Linked DNA regions of Mus musculus: region 2 is linked to region 1. Evidence: chromatin contacts called from public ChIA-PET data. All regions are on one chromosome and are shown on one strand. Each heading gives the region's core, a stretch centred on a gene start, on an enhancer-like site or on the middle of the called end of the contact. The rest is flanking DNA. Distances are from core to core; before and after follow the strand shown. Region 1 has its middle 29 kb from the start of Tlr2. Region 2 has its middle 4.4 kb from the start of Gm30458.

Evidence for each region. ChIA-PET counts read pairs in DNA pulled down with a chosen protein or histone mark.
Region 2: an RNA polymerase II ChIA-PET map of memory CD8 T cells shows a contact between it and region 1, with 15 read pairs. The contact joins two enhancer-like sites. A contact is called at or near these places in 1 of 484 Hi-C or Micro-C datasets (nephron progenitors), 2 of 115 datasets of contacts at active chromatin or transcription factors (bone marrow-derived macrophages and memory CD8 T cells) and 1 of 9 other capture datasets (embryonic stem cells).

Annotation. Positions count from the first base shown.
Region 1 is chr3:83,810,920-83,814,771 of GRCm38.p6, forward strand. It overlaps the pseudogene Gm7115. Among named protein-coding and RNA genes, the nearest start is that of Tlr2, 29 kb to the right of the region's middle. Within about 2 kb of position 1,797, at least 59 of the 459 cell types and tissues checked have an H3K27ac peak or open chromatin away from gene starts, as enhancers often do. A contact at or near this core is called in memory CD8 T cells, where this site is marked.
Region 2 is chr3:84,064,163-84,068,014 of GRCm38.p6, forward strand. No RefSeq gene overlaps it. Among named protein-coding and RNA genes, the nearest start is that of Gm30458, 4.4 kb to the left of the region's middle. Within about 2 kb of position 1,914, at least 34 of the 459 cell types and tissues checked have an H3K27ac peak or open chromatin away from gene starts, as enhancers often do. A contact at or near this core is called in memory CD8 T cells, where this site is marked.

The DNA of each region.
Region 1 (3,852 bases), core at 547-3,046:
TCCCAGAAGCTGCTGATTCACTGACTGACGATCCTCTAAGGCCTTTCATGGGGGCATGTGTTAGTAACAGCAGCCCCTGGGCTCCGTGTAACACAGTGTGATTTTCAGAGTGCTTTCTTCTCTAGGTTATGTTTGAAATCTAGGTCACCCTGCAGGATAGGGAGACAGCCCAGATTCAATGCTCCCAGTTTCACAACTATAGTGATACTTGTATGTCCAATGCACTTCACTATTGAGGCCCTACACGGCTTCCTCTGAAGCAGTCAGGTGAAAGGACCAGGCTTGGGCGTTCTGGGGTAGCCCCATGTGATCTTTTAGACAACTACCAATTTTCTCATCTGTAGAATTAACTCACAGCTGGTAGGTAAGCCATTGTTATGGAATAGACATGGTGGTGAGGTTGCTCTCCACCAGAAAGAGTGTGTGTGAAGCATTTAGTGAGTGATGGAGGTCCCAGGACTGAAGTTTATCTAGTTCAGCATCATACAGCAAACTGGGGCGCCATTCGAGGTCCCCATCACTGAAGGAGACTGTGTTTATTTCTCTGATAACTGGTGGCCTTGCTGCAGATGTGGGTTGACCCTTTGTACTTCACTATAACGCTCTACTGGTGGTGGTTTCTGTCTACGTGGGGAATGTTCTCCATGGTTACAAGTTACACCCTCTTCAGAGCTTCCTGGAGACTGCTCTCAGGGCAAACACCAAGGTGTGTATTCCAGTCACTCCTCGTGGTCATGTTTAGTTCATCTTTAATTTAGGCTGAAGTTTTTATTGGGTTGGTCTTGGGTTTTGTTCATTTGTTATTGTTCTTGTTTTATTTTAAAATAAGAATTCACAATATATGGCCCCAAACTCACAATCCTCCTGCCTCAGCCTCTCCCAAAGTTGGAATTAATATTTGTATCTTTCCTAGTATTTTAAATGATAGAACCAAATACCTACATAGGTAAGTGATGCTGAAAATAATCTGCAGGCTTGCACTAGCACGCCTAGCTTTATCTCTTTCTTGTAAACATTAAGGAATATATGGAATTTCCCTCATTCGTGGAGTGTCTACAGGTTTCTAGGCATCCCCTAATCCTTTTTTTTTAAACCTTTGCAGTAAAAACATGTAGACCCTGGCTATCACAGCATCAATCCACATATCCTGTGCAATGGGGACTGACTTGTCTCCTGTAGAGTTCATAGCTGCAGACTTCAGTTGGCAGAGGCAGGAACAAAAGGAAGTGAAACTACTTCTTCTTTAAATCTCTAGAGCACTGTTTGCATGATTATTTTTAGCTCAGCGTTTTGTTTTATTCTCCTGTAAGTTGGGTCAAAAGCACTTTAAAGCCCGCAAGGACTGAAGGTTTACGATCTGACCTGACCATACCTAACACATCAGAAAAACGCGGAAGCGTGTCTAACAAGTGGGGTTTTAACATCGAGGGGCAGCCACCATCCTCTTGGGGTTTACACAATTCCCTGGGATCCTCCAGGCTTATATGGCCTCAGATGAGCTCTTTGTCCCTTCATCTGTGAGTGGGGTGCACGTCCTCACTGAGCAGCCCCTCCAGTAAGGACAGGAGAGAGTGTGTAGTGTTCACTGTTTGTGAGACAGTGGTGAAAATTTACCCTGTTGGAGAAAACAAAATCATAGGCTTCAGGGATACATAGTCATGATATTTCTCTCTGTGTGGATTTGCTTCCCCCTGTTAAATACTAAGAAAGATAAAACAAGAAGTTTTCCTTTTTAGCTTGGAAGAGGGGACATATAGAGTGAGAAATGTTTAAATAAACATGATGGTAACTATAACATACATTTTCTTTTGAGGAAGTTTATGAGTTTTAGGCCAGCCTGGAATACATAGTGAGTTTCAGATAAGCCTGTCTCAAAAAAACCCAAACCAAAACAAAAAAATCAGCTACATGACTGCCAGGTTTGCAGATAGTTAACTTAATTGCCAATTTGGAAGCCCTTGGGAGCAATGTCAGGAGACTATTTAGACATGCCAGAGGTCTTAGAAAGCTTTTTAAAGTCAGTAAAAAGTGAAAACATGGCCACCTCTCTCCTGACTACCAAATGCTATTTAAGATTTGTCAAAGTGTTTTGGGTTGCAGAATCCAAATGTGCTTGGCACTTGTACTTGGAGCAAGTAGTTCCCTGGCAAGGAGGGCATTTTACTTTCCCACTGTATAATGAATTCTCCTAGCTCAGTGCAGGCTCCTAAGCAAGTCAGCTCACCCAGTGCAGATACTTCACTACAGGAGTTACTCAAATTGGCTTTGCTAGCTTTTGTGACCCAGATAGCTCAGGTGTCCAAGATACCAGGCTATCTATGTCTGTGCCCACAGCAATCCCTTTCAACTCCTGCCTGCTCCAGACTCCATATACCTCAAGTGCTGCCCAAAGTCAAGGTTCCCACCGTGTTCCGAAGCAGAGTTTCTTAAATGTTTTCACCCCAAAACTTCTTCTGTGACCTCCAGGTATACAGGTATATAAAACACATGTGTGAATCCAACATTTACCAATGATAAACCACACGGTTTATCTTAAAGCAATTATTTGCTGAACCTTTACTTTTGCTCTTTGCTAAAGATTAACAGCTGCGCATGCTGAAATGGATTTGGTTTTAACACAGCACACTGCAAAATGGCATTAATTGGATATTTACATGCTGAGAAATGATGGTAGGGTAATATTTTCATATGGAGGCTGTTCTGAGGCAGGAACACAGTCTCTTGCCTGAAGTAAATTCAAGCAGCCCAGAAGCTCCAGGTTCTACTGTTCCCAGAAGTATGTGTAGCCCAATACGCAGGGAGATGAGCGTAGGGATAATCTATTTGTGACACTGATGCAGTATGTTGGGGACTTAGTGTGCCCAGTCTTTTCTTTTTTTTTTTGTGCCCAGTCTTTTCAACATGAATGCATTGTATATATAATATGTACATGTAGAATATATATATTCACACACGTACATATCTTTCAGGTCAGTGTTAGGAACTAGCCCCATCACTGTCACTTTACCAAATGAGGCAGTCATGGAAGAACTGTCAAGAAAGTTCACCAAGGCCCGTGGTGCCTAGCCACAGATGACAGTCTACCAAGTTCTGTCTCCAAAGGCATGTCACTTGGCATAGAGTGGCCTTGCAGTTCAAGATGCTGTTAGCCAGGAACATCTCCTGTATAGACCTTAGCCTAAGAAAGATCCTGATTATGTGTGGAGTCCAAGGAACCTATTGTATGTTGCTATCTGGGGCTGAGGCTTGGCCAGGAGGAGCCTCTAAATCCTTGTTCACATTCCTAACAGCATTAGTTTTGTAACATAAACCTCCACGTTGAACTAGTTGCTTTTGCAACGATGTAAACTGCTCATCACAGACAGATCAGAGTAACTGATGGCTCAAGTACCTCTCAGCAGAAAGACCTTACCACCTTCTCTGGCCTTCTTTAGAGACACCATAGTCTCCTGGTATACTGGCTGACTTTGACACAAGCTGGAGTTATCACAGAGAAAGGAGCCTCCCTGAAGGAAATGCTTCCATGAGATCCAGATGTAAGGTATTTTCTCAATTAGTAATCAAGTGGGGAGGGCCCATTGTGGGTGGTGCCAACCCTGGGCTGGTAGTCTTGGGTTCTATAAGAAAGCAAGCTGAGCAAGCCAAGGTAAGCAAGCCAGTAAGAAACATCCCTCCATGTCCTCTGCATCAGCTCCTGCTTCCTGACCTGCTTGAGTTTCAGTCCTGACTTCCTTTGCTGACGAACAGCAATGTGGAAGCATAAGCTGGATAAATCCTTTCCTTCCCAACTTGTTGGTCATGGTGTTTTATGCAGGAATAGAAACCCTGACTAAGACACCTGGGAACAAAAGC
Region 2 (3,852 bases), core at 664-3,163, 250 kb after region 1:
CAACAAGGCCACGCCTCCAAAGCCTTCCCAAATAGTTTCACAAGCTGGGGACCAAGCATTCAAACATCCAAGCCTGAGGGAACAATTCTCATCCAAACCACTACAGAACCTCAATTTCCATCCTTGTTTCTCTTCTCTGATATATCATCATCTCTCTGTCTCTTAGCTGATCAAATGAGGATCTCACCTCAAACTCTTTTTCTGACCCCAGATTCTTTCCTGGGCTTGATTTTACAGCTAACACAATGGCTCTCCCTGGGAAAGACAGGCTCCTCAAACTCAGAATACTCGGAATTGTTTCAATAACCCCTCCTTCCCACAACCTGATTCCCTTCTTATTTCTCCTATTTTGGCTTCTTGTACAATGTTCAAGCCCACAGTAGAAACCTAGTGACTTTAAACTCTTTCCATTCTCTTAATCTTAATAACAAGACTGAGTTTTCTCTTTAGTAACTGGCCTTCCTCTTTCCACTCACAGAATAGCTAATGGGAACCTCCAAATTCCCTTTTTGCAGTCTGCTGACGCTGGTACCATACATCCCTCTAAAATACAGATTGATCTTCGCTGTTTTAAGTTGCAGCAGAGCCTCTAAGGCTTTCTACACCAACTCTAGACCACAATTCTAGAGCACTGTGCTATTCCTAGCACTCTCTGCAGTGACCTCAAACACCAGGAATGAACTGTCTTCCCTGAAAATCCACTAAACCTTCCAATTCCATGTTCTTGCTGTGCTGATCTGTCTACATGCAGTAACTTGCCCATTTCTTTCTGATATTCACAATACAAAACAGTCACGATTAATATAAACATAGTTATGTGCTTCATTAAGCTTCCCTAAACTATATCTTTATCTATCTATCTATCTATCTATCTATCTATCTATCTATCTATCTATCTATCTATCTATCTATCTCACCAAGAACAGCACAGTGGTGAAGCTAGATAAGCATAGACTTCAATAATTGCACAAGTGGTGAGTGCCAGAGGCCTGATACCTTACCTGGTAAAGTCTTCTGCAGCTCTCAGAAGAAGTCAATATTCTTCTAAGGCAGATTTGCCTGTTCACTCGTCTGTATTGACCTAGGCAGAGTTCACTACTCTCTCTTCTATGTGTCCTTCAAATAGAATTCATTGCTCTTTTGCTTCCTTCCCTTCCTCTTGCCTTTTTGTAAATTATTTTTCTGGTGCTGGGGATGGAAACTAGGGCTGGCTTTGCTTATGTCGGGAAATGCCCTACCAGTGAGCTGTAAGGACCCCTCTGTACAGGGGTCATGTAGGGAGAGCGCATGAGCATCAGTAACCTGTAAGATGGTCCTGATGTTGGCCTTACTCCTGAGAGAGGGCCTGAGCATCAGTAAGTAGTAAGGTGGTCCTGATGGTGGCCTTGATACTTGAATGGTACTCTTGAGATGCTTGAATGACCTTGTTTCCGTTTAGTTTTCATGCATATTTTGGACATTTCTGAACAAACAGGCAAACCAGCAACAATCACTCAGGAATGTAAAATTGAATTTGCTCTGATAAATGTAGCTTAACAGAACCGCCCTCCCTCCCTTAACCATTGGGACATACTGTCTGAACCATGAAGAACCAGTTTGACTTCATCTGGACTGATTTTTAAGATGAGACCAGATAAAGCTAAGGTGGCAGAGAGATAGATGATAAAACTCAGAGGGTAGAAGTGAAGCCAGGGGCCACACCAGAACCTATGTTCTTCTCACACTGGTGTCTCTAATCCAGAGCCTCTTCTGGGAAACCCTGGGTGAGTTTTGTTTTAAGTAGTTTACAGACGCAACTACCAGATTTCAAAGCTCAAGTGATATAAATAACTTGGGGTGGGTTGACAGAAAACCCGTGAGAACCCCCACAGCAACTGTGTGGGCAAAGGCATCTCTTCACAGCAGAACGGAAATCACTTAGCAGAACAAAGTGCAGGATCAACCTAACCACGGTCCCAAGATGGTAAGAGACCAGAGAGGAGCAGAGAACTGGTAACACAAACACACACACACACACACACACACACACACACAGGTCTGGATTGCTCACTGTCAATATCAAAGTGAGGTTGTTGACTAAAGGGCTCCTAAGCATCATCCTTTGAATAAGACATATAAAAAGTAGAAAATAGAAAGTAATCTCAATGAACATTAAGATATTTTGAAATAACAGCAACAAAAAATGTCCTTTAACCACCAACAGTCTACCTGCAAATGGTAAATATTTTTATATTGTCTCTATACTGAAGCCCTAAGATCGAACCTATCCTATGTTAAGTATATGTTCTACTATACTTTCAGATACATATTTGTACATATTATGTATACATACCTTATATATACACTAAACGTGTACATGCATGTGTGTGTGTGTATGAATGCATTTGCCCACAGAAGAGGGTGCTGGAGCTGGAGTCACAGCTGATTGTGAGACACTCTATGTGGGCGCTGTGAACCCAACTCAAGTCCTCTTACGAGAACAGTACTCAATCTTACCTGAGCCATGTCTGACATCCCATAGTATTTTTTTTTTTTTGAGGCACGGTGTTATGTAACCCAGACTGACCTTAAACTCACAAGCCACAGGCCTCAGCCTTCAAAGTTGCTAGGATTACAAAAAGTTGCACACACAGGCACACACAAGAGAGACAGACAGACAGACACAGATACATATATACATCATGAAAGACAAGCAACAGCTAGCCCATTACCAAATGTTAAGTAATGACATTTGTAGAAAACGTATTTCAAAGCACCTAAAATATAAAATCCCCCTACTTTTGTAAATCTCTGGTACTATTCTTGGTTTCCCTAAAAAGCAAAGGTCTACTAAGAGGAGAAAAGGAGACTGTAGGACTTGGGTTTCCTCCCTCAGGACAGAGTGTTGGGGATAGAGCCCAAGCCCTTGTGTGTGCTAAGCAGCCATTCCACAACCCAGTGGCACTCTGAGCCCTAGACAGGTTTCAGACTGAAAGTGAGGGGCAGAGCCACAGACACAAACTGGTAATCAGTGACTATCTCTTGGCGACCTCCACACAGAATTTCATTCAAGGCTGGGGGAAAACAACCATATTGTTGGGCAGGTAAAACAAAGGTATCCCTCCTCACTTACCAGCCAAAGCATCTGGACTTAGCGTCTTGTCACTGAGATTAAAGAACTCCTCCCTAGCCGGGACAGTCCCAGGCACTCAGGAGACTGACCCAGGCAGAGAGATGGCTGAGCTCAGGGAGCCCAGAACTAGCTTGGGCAATACCTTGAAGTTTCATCTCAAACAACAATAAAACAAAAATGAAAACCAGGAAAACGGCCCAAGGGAGAGCGTAAAGAGGGCCCGGTGTGACCATAACCTGGAGGCTGCCTCCAACCTCCTCTGCAAGTTCATGAATTCAAATATACCTGTTCACTGATCCAACAACTTAAAACACAACACAAATACATAGGTTTTGAGTTTTAAAAATACTTTTTTTTTTTAAGATAGAGTCTCACACTATTGATCGGGTTGACCTTGAACTCACAGAAATCACCTGAGAGCTTTGATAAGGTACGAACCAGCACACAGAGACATAAACTTTTAATTAATTCTTTGACAATTTCATACAATATATTTGAATCCTATTCATTCTTCCAACTCCTCTCAGATTCTCCCCCACCCAGCCCTACCTACCCAACCTCCTTGTATCCTCCTTTAAAAACAAAAAACAAAAAAAACCTCATCAACTCCAATGTATGCAACCCACATACTCCAGGGGTGCACTCATCCACTGGAGCATAACCTACCAAGGCCTTCACCCTTCCCTCCCTCCCTACCCCCTCCCTCCCTTCCAGCAGCCTCCAATTGCCAATAGCTCCTC